5 separate regions of the Mus musculus genome follow, and regions 1, 2, 3 and 5 are each linked to region 4. A link is a contact called in public Hi-C, HiChIP or PLAC-seq, Micro-C and promoter capture Hi-C data. All regions are on one chromosome and are shown on one strand. The core of a region is the stretch at or near the end of the contact, and the rest is flanking DNA. Distances in the headings are between cores, read along the strand shown.

What was found. Promoter capture Hi-C pulls out the DNA fragments that hold promoters and counts their contacts. Hi-C and Micro-C count contacts between places; a contact is called where the count stands out from the background. HiChIP or PLAC-seq counts read pairs in DNA pulled down with a chosen protein or histone mark.
Region 1: a contact with region 4 is called in a Hi-C map of embryonic stem cells, with 2.0 times the contacts expected there. The contact joins the promoter of Ramp1 here to the promoter of Traf3ip1 in region 4. A contact is called at or near these places in 3 of 39 promoter capture datasets (the C10 cell line, embryonic stem cells and pre-B cells), 11 of 484 Hi-C or Micro-C datasets (B cells, the Ba/F3 cell line, the HL-1 cell line and 4 more) and 3 of 115 datasets of contacts at active chromatin or transcription factors (embryonic stem cells, memory CD8 T cells and pancreatic cancer cells).
Region 2: a promoter capture Hi-C map of the HPC-7 cell line shows a contact between it and region 4. The contact joins the promoter of Rbm44 here to the promoter of Traf3ip1 in region 4. A contact is called at or near these places in 2 of 39 promoter capture datasets (the HPC-7 cell line and pre-B cells), 1 of 115 datasets of contacts at active chromatin or transcription factors (bone marrow-derived macrophages) and 2 of 9 other capture datasets (liver and pancreatic islet).
Region 3: an HNF4G HiChIP or PLAC-seq map of pancreatic cancer cells shows a contact between it and region 4. The contact joins the enhancer-like site here to the promoter of Traf3ip1 in region 4. A contact is called at or near these places in 3 of 39 promoter capture datasets (embryonic stem cells, frontonasal cranial neural crest and liver), 1 of 15 datasets of contacts at CTCF or cohesin (the NIH/3T3 cell line), 1 of 484 Hi-C or Micro-C datasets (uterus) and 2 of 115 datasets of contacts at active chromatin or transcription factors (the NIH/3T3 cell line and pancreatic cancer cells).
Region 5: a Micro-C map of embryonic stem cells shows a contact between it and region 4, with 2.2 times the contacts expected there. The contact joins the promoter of Twist2 here to the promoter of Traf3ip1 in region 4. A contact is called at or near these places in 6 of 39 promoter capture datasets (the 3T3-L1 cell line, the SN4741 cell line, cranial neural crest and 3 more), 1 of 15 datasets of contacts at CTCF or cohesin (the NIH/3T3 cell line), 1 of 484 Hi-C or Micro-C datasets (embryonic stem cells) and 3 of 115 datasets of contacts at active chromatin or transcription factors (the NIH/3T3 cell line, embryonic stem cells and pancreatic cancer cells).

Annotation. Positions count from the first base shown.
Region 1 is chr1:91,178,372-91,181,605 of GRCm38.p6, reverse strand. It overlaps Ramp1 (receptor (calcitonin) activity modifying protein 1), which reads right to left and starts at 1,784. Exons shown (of 3, transcript NM_016894.3): 1 at 1,466-1,784. The coding sequence starts at 1,517.
Region 2 is chr1:91,143,419-91,146,399 of GRCm38.p6, reverse strand. It overlaps Rbm44 (RNA binding motif protein 44), which reads right to left and starts at 1,297. Exons shown (of 16, transcript NM_001033408.4): 1 at 1,231-1,297.
Region 3 is chr1:91,870,810-91,874,044 of GRCm38.p6, reverse strand. No RefSeq gene overlaps it. Among named protein-coding and RNA genes, the nearest start is that of Gm46242, 7.2 kb to the left of the region's middle. Within about 2 kb of position 1,469, at least 71 of the 459 cell types and tissues checked have an H3K27ac peak or open chromatin away from gene starts, as enhancers often do. A contact at or near this core is called in pancreatic cancer cells and uterus, where this site is marked.
Region 4 is chr1:91,493,004-91,496,159 of GRCm38.p6, reverse strand. Traf3ip1 (TRAF3 interacting protein 1) reads right to left here and starts at 1,492. Exons shown (of 15, transcript NM_028718.2): 1 at 1,272-1,492. The coding sequence starts at 1,394.
Region 5 is chr1:91,799,950-91,802,977 of GRCm38.p6, reverse strand. It overlaps Twist2 (twist basic helix-loop-helix transcription factor 2), which reads right to left and starts at 1,517. Exons shown (of 2, transcript NM_007855.3): 1 at 829-1,517. The coding sequence starts at 1,351. The coding sequence ends at 869.

The DNA.
Region 1 (3,234 bases), core at 535-3,034, 310 kb after region 4:
GGCCAGTAGCAGGGCTCGTGAAGAACACTATGAGCTCAGTGATTCCGCTCATCACAGCTGGGTTCCCAAGTCATTAATTCACCGATAACCTCATAGAGTTGTGTTTGTTCTCCCAAGACATAACATCAGCCAGACTGCTCAGGGCTACGTCAAGAGCACAGGTCATTGGACTGAGAGCAGAGCCCTTTTCTTGGTAAACACAGGCGGTCCTTACATGTGGTCAAGCATAAGTGTTCTATTTACACAAGCCTTCCAGGGTGCAGACTCTGGTGCACTAGTAAAGAAACTTAATTTATTTGCTTATTCTTAAATAAAAGGGGGTGGGGGAGGGGCCCAACCAGCTCCCTGTGCTGCTAATGTTCATCTCTTAGGAAACTGAAGCTAAAATTTCACATCAAGCCAAAAGGATCTGAACATAGCCAAAGACAGCAACATTATTATAAGGTTTTGATTTTCACGCAAGTTTAGCCAACACATATAAGGGGCAAATCCACCTTTAGATTCTATTACACAGAAACAGATTTTTAAAGTGTAGATCTGGCACTCCCTGGCAAGGATTAAAAACAGGAGAGCTCTGCCCTGCAAACGGTAGGTGTCCAGTGCTGTTCCTGCCCAGTCACCGGGGACAGGCCACACTGCCCCAAGCTGCTTCCTTGGCTATAAACAGCACTAGTGGGCAGCCTTTGCCACCACCAGAGCCTGTGCAGCAGGTGCCTCTGACCAATACCATGGGTATGGGAAAAGACCACAAGAATCATCAAGCCACAGGCCCTTCCAGGGACACTGGACCGACTCTTTGTTTGCTTTCGTTAAAATGTAGCTATGTACCTGAATTATGTCCAAGAGGTATGACAGCCCCGGGTCCTGAGAACGTTACAGACAAGGGAACTGAGATGGGCAGTTTCTTGTTAGTCACCCCTGGGCTACAGTTTCTGATCAATCTAAAACAAAATCCCAAGCAAGTCTGCCACCTCTAATATTTATTAGCCACACACGCCAACAACAACCACCCTTCACCCCTAGCCTCCCACCCTCCGTGGAAATAATAGTCTCAACCAGCAACTGTTGTAGGTGAGAGTCAGGCTTCCAGTTGTCCTTAGTGTCCGGATCCCTAAGCTGTGGCTCTGGTTGAAGACTGCACATCTGTAAGCTGCTTCTGGCTCAGGGAGCTTGCATCAGTTTGGAGAACTGAAGTGCCGACAGGGGAACCCCGCGACCCTATCCCTCCCGGAAAGCAAGCTGCCCATTGTATGATCAAAAGTTGCTGATGCCTTCGGATGGCCCGCTGGATGATGTGCCCAAGCCACCTCGTCTCCGTGGCAGCGTAAGGTGGTGCAGCGCCCCCTCCCCCGCCCCCATCACCACTCTACTGTCTTGCCCAGACCCCATGCCCTGAGTAAGGTGCGTTCAGGTGCTGCCCTCCCGGCCCCAGGTCACCACCAACGCTGCAGCCCGGGCTACTCACCCAGCAGCAGCCAGAGGCCGCACCGCGGGAGGCCCCGCAGGCCCGGGGCCATGGCAAGCAGAGCCCCACCGTCCCAGCGCCTTGCCGAGCTCTGCGCCCGCTGGAGACGCGCCGGGGGCGGGAGCTAAGGAGAGACCGCGCCCGGCCCACTGCGGCTCCCACGCCCGCGGCTGTCGAGGGCGGAAGCTGGCGGGCGGCACCTGAGGCTGGAGCGCGGCTGGGACTAGAGGGGAGCCTCCTGGAATGTCTGCAGGGCCGGATGGGCTTGGAGGGTCTCCAGGTCCCCAAACTCAGCACCTCGCTCTGACGGCTGGGTTCCTCAGCTATCCTGTGGGCTCTGCAAACACCCCGTGGTCCCATCTCCTTTTCCCCGTGGGGTGCTGGAGTGGTGTGGCCAAAACCAGCCCTGACAACCAACGTCTGTAGGACAAGAAGTGGAACCTCAGGAAAGATGGTCAGTGGGAACAAGGCTCCTTGGAGGGACAAAGGTGTGCTTGACAGCAGGTGGTGACAAGCCAGGGTAGGGTAGCAGAGTCCATGAATACCGAATTTAGGGACAAAAGGAATTGCTAGGTAAAAAGGTGAGACTTCCGTTGGGGTTGGCTACTGGCCATGACTCTACACAGGATGGACCAGTAGTGGTAAGGGAGACTTGGGTGTGTGAATATGAGCAAGAAAGGCCATGTAACACCGGCAAGCTGAGAACCCTGGGGCAGATACCCCAAGTACAGGCTAGGCCTGACCTGGAGAGTCATGGATGCAGCAGCTCAGACTAACTGAGCAGGTCTGCACTCTGCACGCTGCAGGTGAGCAGACTATCACTGGCCCCATACACTGGCAGAGACTTCACTCAGGTTTACAATACTGGTGGGTGAGCAGCGTTCCTCACAGCAAGGGGAACAAGGCTAGAGGCTGCTGCCACCTTCTGGCCAAGCGCTCAGGACCCTTAACAGCAACCTGGTATTCATCCTGAACACAGGCCAAGCCGACATTTGGGGTTCATAAACCTATGTCTTGGGGACCCCACATGTCCTAAAGTCAAGGGGACATGGGGAAGGGAACACATTCTTTTGGCTTGGCTAGCCCTTCGTTTTGAACCTTATGAAGCCCTGCCAGGAGGCCAGCCTCCTTTCATGGACAGACATGGGAGTACGGGCAAGTCATGGCTGGAAAGCAGCTGAGCCCTGCCTCATTCAGTCCTTCCTTTCATGTCTGCAGCTCAGAATCTAGGCTGTGAGGCTCCCCAGTAATTGCCCTGAGTTTCTCCCAATTCACACAGAAAGGATGCAACTCGTTGACACCCGGCCTTAGTGTGGCTGCCCTAGGACTGCAGGTTGGCATCTTCAGTCTGTGAGATTTGCTCACTTCTAACTGGTCATCAGCAGCATTGGATCCCCTCTCACATGGGCATGTGCTGACACTGCGTTAAAAGACTGTCAGAGGGAGAGAGGCATTAAGGTAGAAGTCAGCAGGTCTACTTCTGTACAACACCTTCAGTGGATACAGTTCCCATTTATACACGGAAAAGTAACCAGACCTCAGCAATTGCCACAGTAGACAGTTCAGGGAGCCCTGAGAACAAGAAATCAAGGCAGCCTGGGGCTGCCTACTAAGTTTCCAGACTTCAGCAGGATGAGGGAAGCCATAGTCCAGAAACCAATCTAAGAAACAGAGAGAACGCCTCGGGAAGACATCTGAGAGAGGCAGAGGGCAGGCTTCACACTGTACGTAAGGACACTCCCTGAAGTGCACAGCAGCAGCAGCAGAGC
Region 2 (2,981 bases), core at 48-2,547, 350 kb after region 4:
GATTTGGAAATGAAGCATCACATTCATAAAAGTCTCTGGGTGAAATAAATCACAATGGAAATCATAAAACATTTTGAAATTTAGTATGTAGTATGCAGCTAAAATAGCACTCATTTACAGCTTTAGGGGTTGGGCACTCTAAGTCAGTGGTAGACTGACCACTTGCCTAACACATCTCATGCAGCAAACCTGGGTTCAAGAACCAGCACACACCATCAATAGAAAATAGTATTGAATCCTTTCACTACAAAAGATTTACCAGAAATGCCTGAAGGTTCTGAAGAAACAAGAAACCAGGCATGTGCTGGAGAGACGGCCCAGTGGTTAGGCGCACTTATTGCTCTATGACGGTGCAAGTGGGATTCCCAGCACCCACAGTGGGTGACTCAGAACCAAAGTCCAGCTCAGGACTGATGGCCTCTTCTGTTCTCTGCGGGCAATCGTGCATGCAAACAAGACAAAAGTTGTTTCTTAAAAACAAATGGAATTGATACTCTTTATAAGACTTGGTCTGAGAAAACATAAACCACTAACCTATTGGCAATATTAAAGCGATAATAGAGGATTAAAACACTTTCTCTAACAAATCTGACAACTCTTCAATGGTCTCTTAGCACCTAAGGAAATTAAATCTCTATTTACAAACTTCTCCTCAAAGAAAATGACAGGTGTGGATTGCTGATGAATCCTTATAATCAAGAGATAAACCCAGGATTTTATCTTATGATGTGAGGAAAAAGGCAAGACTTACCAGCATGTTTTTTTTTTCTTTTACCAGAACTAGCATAGTCATTTTTTTTCTTTTTTAATCAGATACGTGTACTGATGTGTGCCTGCGTGTCTGTATGTGCACCATGTGTGTGCAGACGCCAGAGAACAACCTTTGACCTCAGTGACAACACTGTCACTGAGTGCCCACTTGTCTCTTTAGTCACTCTCACAGTGCTTGTGGCGAGCCTGGGGACCTGGCTCAGTGGCAGAACCCTTGCCTAGCATGAAGGAGCCCCCTGGGTTCCATGCCCAGCACCTAACCAATAGGTGTGTCGATGCATAGGGTGACTTCCAGGCCAGCCTGCAAGAGCAAATTACTACCGTGGTGGTGGGATCAAAAAAATGCAACTGAGCGGGCACTTTGCTGCAGGGCAGCATAGGTCCGAACAGGCTCCTACCGGCCCCTGTTGCCCAGGGTGTGGGTGAGGCTAGGGTGTCTCGCCTCCATTCCGGGCTCACCGTAAGTGTCGTCTGTGTCCCTGCTGTCAACCTCTCCTCCAGGTTGCTCTCTCCTCCTCTACTTTCCAAGGAGTAGTGTCCCAGGGTTTAGCGGGTAACGGCTGCCGGAGGCCCACCCACCGCTCGAGGAGAGCTCCTATTGGCTGTGTAACAGGGTGGCTCCATGATTGGCCTGGTGGGGCTTAAATGCGCGGGAAGGAGCTGCACGGGGCTTGGATTGGACTCGCTGGGAGTATCTTCTCGCGAGACTTAAAAGGCGCTAAGCGGGTGAGTGCCTGTGGTTTGTAGAGCTGTGTGTGCCCTAGACATGGAACCCCGTGGCTTGCGCTTTGCTGCATCCTGCATCCTCTTTGCGGGGTGAGGGGGTCTAGAGTGGGGCACTTATTTGCCTCTGGGACAAAATGTATGGGCGTACAACAAAATTCAGAAAGCAAGAGATTGTTTCAGTACAATCATTAAAAACAAAAAAGTAACAGAAAAAGACTCAAAATGAGAAAATTATCCAAACCAGTATCCTTTTTTTTTTTTCTCCTCTCTTCCATTTTGGTCAGGTTGTAAACGGCTCCATGGAGAACACTGTTTGTGATCCTGTTTTTATTTAGTTTGGTATCATGGATCTCTTAGTATTCATTTTGATTTTTATATGACTGCATTAAAAGATTATTTGAGCCAGGCAGTGGTGGCGCACGCCTTTAATCCCAGCACTTGGGAGGCAGAGGCAGGTGGATTTCTGAGTTCGAGGCCAGCTTGGTCTACAAAGTGAGTTCCAGGACAGCCAGGGCTACACAGAGAAACCCTGTCTCAAAAACAAACAAACAAACAAAAAACAACAAAAAAACACAAAACAAAAGATTATTTGATTGCTGAGGTTTTAAATTTTCATTATATACATATTTTTTAAAGCTTTTTATTTGTAATTACGCCTATATGCGTGTTTCTCGGTGGGTAGGTACACGTTGAGTGCGCTGTCTTTAGGGGCCAGAAAAGGGCATGGAATTCTCTGAAGTTGGAGTTCATAGGAGGTTGTGAGCCCTGGTGGTCCTGGGATTCCAAATGGAGTCCTCTATGGGAACTGTATGTACTCTTAACCACTGAGCCATCTCTCTAGCCCCTCCCACATACATATTTTGTTTGTGTTCTCAGTACAGATACGGTAGATAATTTAAGCTTGCACAAAATTAGACGATCCAGGAGGACCAACATCTCAATAGCATCATAGGTGACTTTACTTGTCTGAACATAATTACCAAAGAGTAGTGGAGGCCCTTTCAATAAGGACAAAATGGGTTTAAACCTGGGTCTACCTTCAAACTGCTCCATCAGAGACAGAGGCCTCATTTATTCTTTTATTAATAAATTGATTTGCCAAACTCATATTGACCTACCAGCAGCTGGGTGCTGTTCAGTAATGAATTGGAGACTGTGAATAAGTTTGTGGGCCTGCACAGTGTCACCTTGCAGTAACTCAATTGCTCATGCAAGTCTCCTCTTACCTATAGTGAATTTGTGTTTAATTTCTGAAATCACCATTTCATTCAGAGATGCTACTGAGATAATTAAGTCTGGCATCTGTTCTGCAAATTGGTTCAGATGAGGCTGGACACTATACCTTGTCTGGGCAGGTGTCTAGTTCAGAGCGGTGGATGCCCTGTAGCTGTGGAAGTGTATGGGGAGGAAGGCACCCTGAGGACACTGCAGACCACGTTCTATACCCGGCTAGGAGCTCTTCCCCCACTGACTGCTGTAGAGCA
Region 3 (3,235 bases), core at 220-2,719, 380 kb before region 4:
GCGGTCACCTCAGGGCTAATCTCTTGGTGGCAAAGGGATACAAGTCTGCAGTGGGATCCCCTGGTGTGGCTTGTTGATGTAGCTGGACTCTCTCCCCCCTTGCTGGGGAGGGTCAGCAGAGGTTGGAGGTCAGACCCTGACTCAGCTCGGCTTGACGAATTTACTTTTAAACAAACTCCTCTGGGCTTTTCCCCTGAGGCCTGTCACATAAATTTCTATTTAGTGCCACTGGGTCTCCAGCCAGGGAGCTGCCAGGATGTTTTGAGAAGAAGCTGGGAGATCACATGGTCTTGTCTCAGGGACTGTGTAGAGGAGAGCTCGGAGCTGGGTACCAGATGGAGATGGGAAAGGAAGAAGCTGACTGGAGCCTTTCCCCAGGGCTCCGTGAAACAGCCAGTGCTGAACAGTGACAGGCTTCAGGCCCCCGAGGTTCCCTAGTGGGTGCACACCTTGGGGGAGGGGGCTGAGGGTTACAAAACCCACCCTTCCCTGGGCTTGCCATATCTATAGAGGAAAAACCCAGCATTTCAGGGTCCCTGTAGGAAACCCCCTGTACTCTGGGCATTTTCTTACCTGTTCTCACCGCCCCCTACGGGGGGGGGGGGCAGAACAGTGAGGTGAAATCCTGGGTATATGTGTGCTGTTGATATGGACATAGCCACATACCAAGGACCCCTAATGCCTCAGCCCCGTGGAGGTGGCAAAGTCTTCCTCAGGTCTGAGTGTAGATGCTGATAATGTGTACAGAAAATGTCCACCATACATCCTCCCAAGGGAGGTTTACAGCTCGAAGACAGCTCTGCTTCTCTTGAGATGAGCAAAACCTGTCTCCCTTTTCAGCTGTATATAATAACCCTGACTCCTTGTTTTCTGTAATATACCCACTTCCATGGACAGCTGTATGCTATAGTCCCCCCTGCCAAATGCTCTATAATAAACACATCAGCTTCTGGGGTATTACAGCTTCTCCATCAGGTTTCCTGTTCTTGTATTTGCTTTTTCTTTATTTCCTGGGCCTCAGTCAGGCTGATCAGAACAGTGGTAAGTAACCTCTTCTCACACTAGAACCTAAGACTTGCAGGCCCTGGGTCCCCCTGAAAGCCACAAGACAGAGGTGCAAAGCCTCCAGCTGCCTCCTGTCTATTTTAGAAGAGTCTTTACAGACTGTTCAGCCCCAAGCCACACCCCTTAGTTACAGCCCCAGCTTGCATTTGAAAGCTAGAAGAGAAACGTGAGATTTTCTGTCCTGTGCTTCCAAGGAATCTCGGGAGAGCTGCGTGTATGTTTAGGGCAGAGCCAGGCCCTAGAGACCCCACTGCAAAGGAATCAGCCTGATCTGCAGTCCTTGGGAGGGTATCACAGTGGAGGTGCCCTCCTCCTGCTTGATGGGTGTGTGGCCCAGGCAGGCAGAGAAGGTGGGAGGGGTGCAGAGCCACTGAGAGCACAGCACAGTGCAGCCCTGTTTGTGTTGGCAATGCGGCTGCCCAGCCATTTCCAGGTTGGATGACTGCGTGATGGAGAATGTAGGTCAGGGGTTTAAGCAAACACCTTCTGGATCTCACATCTATGTGAGCGTGGGGAGGGGCTCAGTGAGCTGCCGGAGAGTTTGCTTAGTGTGGAATTGTCCCTGGATTGAAATGACAGCATCGTCAGCTGTCACTTACCTTGGTGTGGGAGGGAGAACACGGACAAAAGAGATGCTAACCTGGCTGTAGAACACAGAACAAGGACAACAGCCAACAGGAAGGCACAGCCTGGTATTAGCCAGGGCAGAAGGCAGCCATGGAGGGAACAGAGTGGGTGAAGGGATGTTGTGGGGAAGTGACATTCAAGCATGAGCAGGGGCCAGAGGCCACCAATAAACTCTGGAATGAAAGACTTCCGTCTCAGAGAGGAAACAACCCACCCCATGGGACCATGCATGAGCGCAGCCTCTGTGGCAGGTCCCGTAGGCTCACACCTATGATCACCATGGAGTACTCCCACCTGCCTTTCACAGAGGGGCACCCACAGATGAAACCAAGATGTCTGTCTGCACCCCAAGATGAGAGTCTTCACTGACACTTGTTATTCTGTGATCTTCTCCCTGGTCCCTGAAGCTCTGAAAACACAGGCACTAGCTGACATCAGAACATGTCCTGGGTGGCCTCTGGAGCCAGGCCAGAGCTGTCATTAAACAGGGAGGGAGACCTCTAAACTGCTTGCTACCAAGGGCCCATGGCAGTCTTGCTTGACCCAGGGCTCCACATTACCTGATGCTAGGGAGTTTATTGTCCTAGCTTTGCTGGTAGAAGTTCCAGAGACCTTGGGGGACACAGCCTAGAAGCTACTCATTTGTATGGCCAGCTCGAGGCAGGGGCTACAGATTATAGGAAGACACCTCTATGAGCTTCAGAGGGGGCTGGAGCTACCACCCAGCTGCCCACTCACTGGTATGTGTGTGTGTGTGTGTGTTGCTCCCCAGGAGTCCCTGTCTGCTCATTTTACATAGAAGTCATCATACTATCCTAATCTGGTCCCACCCAGCAACCCTGCCCTTGGCCAGAACCCTGGTACTGGAAGCCTGAGTTGTGGGCAGGTCCTGCTCCTGAGCATGGTGGCCCTTTGGGGAGAGACTCAAAGACACCCCCCTCCATGGAATTCCTCTCTCCCCTTTGTCTTTGCTTCAAGAGGATTTATTGGCTTGAGATGGTGTCGCTGTGTGGATAAGAAAAAAATGCTTTCCTGAGGAACCGCAGAGTGGCCCTGCGAGTCCCATTGCCTTGGTGGGAGGCCTGACCTCACTTCCTCCACTGCAGTAATTAATGGGACAGAAGAGCAGCCTCCGAGAGCCAGGTCCCCAGCAGCAGCATATACTCACAGTGCATTATTTCTGTGTAAGGAGCCCTCGGGGCCATTACACTTGCAGGTCAGTGGGCACAGAGGCCACTCTGGCTCACTCGGTATTTACTGAGAAAACATCACATGTCTTCTCATCTGCTCTTACACTTAATATTTGACACTAGTCCATATGAAAAACAAGTGGGTATTTTGAATGGGGGGTTTTCTTCTGAGTTCCAGGAGCCGAGGATCAGAGTCTGTGGTTACAGACACCTCATGGGGGATGCTTTCCTTTCCTTTGGGCTGGAGACAACTAGGAGAGGGGGGTACTCAAGTCAAAGGTCAGAGACCAGAGGTCCTCCTCTTACCTGTCAGAAATGAATCTCCAGCACTAACCATTAGGATGCCCTGCTTC
Region 4 (3,156 bases), core at 243-2,742:
GCAGAGCACCTTGGGATGTGGGTGGATTCCTGAGCATTTCTGGACACATGTAAGATTAACAGACAGGGCCATGTTCCGAGACAGTACCTATTACAAGCTAAGGTAGGAGGGCCAAATGAGTAACGAGAAGGGTAGACTACAGTGCTCAACCTACTGAGACGAGAAAGTCTGAGGGTCAACACTGGGAGAGACCTTGAGCTCTGGACTTCTAAGTCCCAACCATACCCCAAGTTCCACAGCACCTTCTGGAGTACCATGCCCATTCTGTGTACCCCCTGCAGTGACACTCTTGGGGTTACCAAGAGCCCAGACAGACTCCACACAATTGTAACTGTTGTACAATGTTATGTACCTCATCCAATGCAGCTTCCTGGAGACTCACTAACAAATAGAAGACAAGCTCTAAAGAGACATAATGGTAAGTGCTGCAGGTTGGGAGAAGTAAAGTAAGGCAGGTCCCAAGACCTAGTGGGCCTGGGAACCTAACATGGAAGGCACCACTGAATGCTCAGAAGGTCCCAGACAAGGACCTGCACCCTACCCAGGCCTCAAGTATAAGCACAGCCCAATTCCAGAGCCCCAACATACCTCCAGCTCCTAACAGCAACTTGACCCTGAGCCTAGACCCTGTCCCGAGGCTCACACTCAATAAACCGATGTCAGCCCGGGCCTCTACCTCCTCTCAGCCTCACCTTCTGGCTCCAGCACCCTAACCCACAGACCTAGACTCTGACCCGGGCCTTCTATCTCCACCCAAACCACTAGACCAGCACCCGCTACTCTACCCTGACTCCAACTGGAACCTAACCCTGACCCTCACCTGGACCTGGACCTGCACCTCCACCCCTCAACGCACTCTCAATCCAATCAGCACTCGGAGCCACACAGACCTTACCATTGACCCTGATCCTCACCTTCATCTGAGACTAATCCTCATTTCGACCCAAACCCTGATTGGCATCCTACAACGCCCCTCACACTACCCGGTCCCTCAACGCGATCCTCACGCTACCTGGTCACTCGCCTTGATCCGGCCCTAATTCTGACTCTCACCCCGAAACGAATCCTACTCAGACGCGCATCCTACCTCGACTCTCACCCTACCCGGACCCTCACTCCGACACTCGCTCGGTCCCGCACTTAACCATAACCTTCAACACCGTTACCCCAACCCTCAACCCGTCCCGCCACTACCCGGACCCTTAACCCGTTCCGCACTCTACCCCTACCCTCACCCCACCTCAACCTGACGCGCACCAGCCCGCGCCTACCTCGGTGATGATGTCGTGCAGGTAGCGGAACGGTGGCTTGTTGAGCAGCTTCTCGGTGAGCGGCGGCCTCCGGATCACCTTGCCCAGAGCCTCCTGCGTCCGCCGCACCACTGCGGCGTTCATGGCGCTGCCGCCCGCGACCGCTCGCGCCCCTCCTCGCGCGCCGCGCCTCTGCCCGGTGCCCCGAGATGCCCGCCGTCCCGGCGCGCCGGTCTCCCATCCCACAGTGCACCGCAGCTCGCCACCGCGCTTGCGCGTGCCACCAGCACCCGGTCTCTAGGGCCGCGCGGCCTTGGCAACGGACGCGCGCCCGGCCCCGCCCATCCCCTCCGGCCTCTCTAGCTGCTCTGGAGGACACACGCGCTCCGCCTCTGTGGCTGCTTGAACCTGAGCCTGCTCCGCCAACCCGGCGCACCATAGGGCGCTGCACAGCACTGCCCAGAGACCTGGCATTCTGAGTGAGAAAAGAGCGACCATTTGATATTTCTAAGGAGAGCATTTACAGTAACACCCACCAGGAAAATAACACTTCACATAAACTTGGAAAAGGACTTGACTCCTTTCATCCCTTCATTCCTGTTCCCTGCCCAGCATCCCCTGCCTTAGGTAATCTTTAAGATGGTGCCAAGGGGAAGGGTTGTGTCCTTCCACATTTTCTGTGCTCTTGGTTCACCAGAGCGGGCACAAAACTGTGAAGGAGCTAGGCCCTTAGGCTAGGATGCTGCAGCTTTCTGCTACACACACACACACACACACACACACACACACACTTACTTCCCACCTCACCCTCACCACCACCCGAGGCTATGCAGGAGATGCTTCTACTGGATCAGGTGTTGCTGCTGTGCCTGAGGTCTGGAGCTCCTCTGCCCAAACTGGCAGAACCCCAACTAGAACATTGCCCCTGATCTCTCTACCATGGCTACACCCCGAGAGCCAGAATCTTCTTTAAGAGCCCTCTCACTCTGAGCCCCAGCTGGAGTTGGTCTCTGGGGGAGTTCAGAGAGCAGAATTCAGAGAGCAGAAGTCCTGTCTCTAAACACCGCCCCTAAGAACATACCCACCTAGCTCCTACCCTAGAAAGTTCACTCTGAGCAGAATCGTGATGTAGGTGTGGAATGAAAGCTGGAGCCAGCAACTGGCTTGTTTGTGATGCTGGACCAGGTGGTAGGAACTCAGGGTTTTACTTGGAAGATACCTCTGACCTTGGGAATTCTACTGAGGACCTGGAGCCTATGCCATACAACAAAGCGAAGATGATGCTTTATCCTCTCACAGCTTGTGGAGGAGGGCAGAACAGTAAGTGGATCCAAGAACACACACACACACACACACACACACACACACACACACACACACACACGAAGGCCAGAGTACAGTTTTGGCTGCCTTTAGGAGGGCTAACCAACCAGAAGATCTTCAGTCTATCTGGGTATCAAAGTTTTTTAGAAGATCCAGGACAGCAAGTATTGTCAACCAACCCTCTGGGGACTGACCTAGGGGAGGTAACTTTGAAGAGTATAGTTCTATCTTCCAGAGTCTCACCCCTGCCTTTGGTTCAGCCTACCCACCCCCATACTGAAGAAAGACATTCTTCAGTGGACAACATTCTGGTCACCAACGAAGCGGGTCCCAGAAGATATAAGCAATTCCTGGCTTCAAGAAAGATATCTGGAACCCAGACCTCCCCAGAGGAAGGATGCAGAGGCCAGCATGGAGCCATCAGTCTTGGGGGGCAGTCAGCAGAGTAGGGGCTACTAGCCTACATCACCCCCTGAGATGAGGGAGAGAGCAGGAAAGAGTCATTCACAGAAGAAGGTAGCTGAGTAAGAATGGAAAGAGGTTTCTAACTCAAAAGCCCGGCAGGGGAGGCTTTCAACGTGAA
Region 5 (3,028 bases), core at 268-2,767, 310 kb before region 4:
CTGCTCACACTGCTTCTTCATCCACACCCACCGCACACTCAGACCTGTTACCCAGCCTGAATCCCTTGCCTCTGTGTCTTTCCAAGTTCAAGGATGGTGGTACTTAAGCACACAACTCTAAATACGATCCACCTGCTTGCAGGCAGCCAGAGACTCCAAGCCGCTACATCCACCCAGGCCTGGGCGCTTGAGGGTTCCATACTTTTGGGGCGACAAGGGTCTACTGCATTCTTGGCGCCCAGAGATTTGCTCCTCTGTGAACCTGGAGCCCCAGCGCTGAACAGAAACCTCTCTGCCGCGCCAGGGGCCAGCATCATCTTACGTACTGAGCCGGCTAGGGCTTGAACGCCCTAGCATCCAAGGCGCGGGCCGGAACTGCGGATCAGAAAGAGCGGATTGTCTGTACCACGCGTGGGCTCCTCAGCTCCATAGAATGAGCGCGAGGCAACAGGTCGGCCACAACCCAGCGGGCATCGCATCTCCTGGCCTCCGCTGGCCTAAGGAAGACGTTTTGACAACCGCTCCCCACAGAGTCACCCACAGATACCCATCCACCAAAAATGAAAAGTGACCATTTGTCCAATAAGTGTATTTGGACCCTGATGGGGAACCACAGGCGGGTGGATTCCGAACGGATACCCTTGGCAAAAGACCTTGGGCGTGCCCCCGGGGTAGGAGAGTTTTCTCAGGTCGCGCCAACCCTTGCAGGGTGAGGAAGCTCACCCCATCCCTGTGCGGTTGCCTGAGGTACCTTCACGAGGAGAGATACACTGGCCCGTCCGCCCACCCACCCGTGCGTCGTGGATGCCCACCACACGCAGCACCTACCCTGGCTTGCGGCTCCGGAGGTGGATGGCACGGCGCGGCGCTAGTGGGAGGCGGACATGGACCACGCGCCCTCCATGCGCCACACGGAGAAGGCGTAGCTGAGACGCTCGTGAGCCACGTAGCTGCAGCTGGTCATCTTATTGTCCATCTCGTCGCTCTGGAGAACCTGGTAGAGGAAGTCTATGTACCTGGCGGCCAGCTTGAGCGTCTGGATCTTGCTGAGCTTGTCAGAGGGGAGCGTGGGGATGATCTTGCGCAGCGCGGCGAAGGCCTCGTTGAGCGACTGGGTGCGCTGGCGCTCGCGCACGTTGGCCAGGATGCGCTGGCTCTGCAGCTCCTCGAAAGACTGCGCGCTCGGGCTGCCCTTCTTGCCGCGCTTACCCGGGGTCGGGCTGCCATCTTCGCTCGATTTCTTGCTGTAGCGCCGCTTCCGGCCGAAGCGCTTGGGCTGCCTCTCCAGCTCTTCCTCACTGGTGCCCAGACTGTCCACGGGGGACACCGGCGAGCTGGAGCCCTCCTCCATGGCGCCCGCCCGGCGCGCGTGGGGCTGGGGGGCGCCGAGCGCACGCCACTGGCCAAGCCCGCGGCCGCCGAGCACAGGCTCCCGGGTCGCTCTCAAAGGCTCTGATTTCGAGGCCGGCTTGTGCAAAACCGAGGTCTCCGGGAGAGGAAGTTATTCTAACTTTTTTGGAAACTCTATCCCGGCTGGGTTGCTAAATAGCTGTCAGGAGCGAGGGCGGCGCGCTGATTGGCCACCGTGGCCAGGGGCAGGACAAATTCTGGGGCCTTCGCCGGCCGCCCCCGCCCCCCCCCCCCCCCCCGGGCGGCACTTTCAGTTTTGTCTCCGCTTTTTTCGGCCCTGACTGTGGCCCGCATCTCGGAGGCCAGATCCGCGCGCTCAGCCTGCGCTCCTACCCCAGGCGCGGGCCGCTAATCAGCGGTGCTGACCTCTAAGTTCAACGGTGCCTGCCTTTGTCTGAGTCTCCTGGAGCAGATTTGGCCCTGCCAGGGTTCAGGGTCTCTGCGAGGGGTGGAGGAGGCAAGTCCAAGCCCAGATGTGCTCCGTGGACCAAGGACGCAGCTGGGAGCCTCTTGGGGCGCGCACTGAGACCTCCGGCGTCTGCAACGCGATCCTGCCCGCAGTGAGTGGAGCTGTGCAGGCAGAGTGCCACGACCCGGGGCAGGGCAGATACTCGCCTGTTGGCAGAGATGTCCACCCCCACGATCTCGCCTCTAGGATCTATAGAGACGCCGCCCGGCTCGGGCCAGTATGCAAGTTGGAGATCCTTTTTCAATCCCGATTTTCTGGGCTACTTCAGCCTGGACACGTTTTCAGAACCTGCCCCCTAAATGCTTTATAGCTTAGGCATCACAGCGAGCCTCTGCGGGAGCGCCCATGTGCCCGCCATGCCTGCCTACCTGACCTTGCCCTGAGTGTTGGATCCCGGTTTGGGGTTCAGCCTCAGCCTCTGTACTGTGCTTCACTTGCAGGCGGGTGGTGGGCCCAGAACACTGAGACTAGGGAGAGGCTGAACCTGTCTGAAGTCCCCTGCCCTGGGCACTGATGGGCAGGGCAGGAGGGCTCAGGATTGCAGAACATTGGGCCAGGCCTTGGTGAACAGACATCACGGATCCCGGCCCTTTGCCATCTGGACTCTGAGCGCCGAGCGCCAGCCAGCGCGTTTGAAGTGCTTGGGGTCTCTTTGTTCGCCAGGCCGCTCTAGCTGGGGCCTGGAGGTGGTTTACAGCTTCCTTGCCTTTGAACCTATTCCCAGGTGACCCGGGCTCAACTAGGCCAGGCTTGAGCATGGCTGTCAGAGAAGCCCTGTGATCAAGGGCTAACTAGGTCTTATTGAAGTTGAACCTGAGGCCAGAGACTGCTACAGCCTCAGCCACTCCTGGGGGCAGTGGGGAGGGCCCCCGATGTGGGGCCCTCGGGTTGAGACCACTGTCTAAGGAGCTGGAAGAGCTGTGTATGCCACTTCTTGCCCCCTCACCAAAGGCCTGGGCTCTCCACCTTTGGGGACATGCAACACGCACCACTGGAACAATGCTCTGTGGAGAGCAGGCCCACTCACAGAGGACTGTCACAGCTCTGTGGCTCCTTAAACATTCTCAGGCTTCAGAAGGGTAGTTAAAGGTCTCCTTCAGCCACAGTGCCCATTGCCAGGCTGACTTGCCTTCTGGGAAGGCCACATTT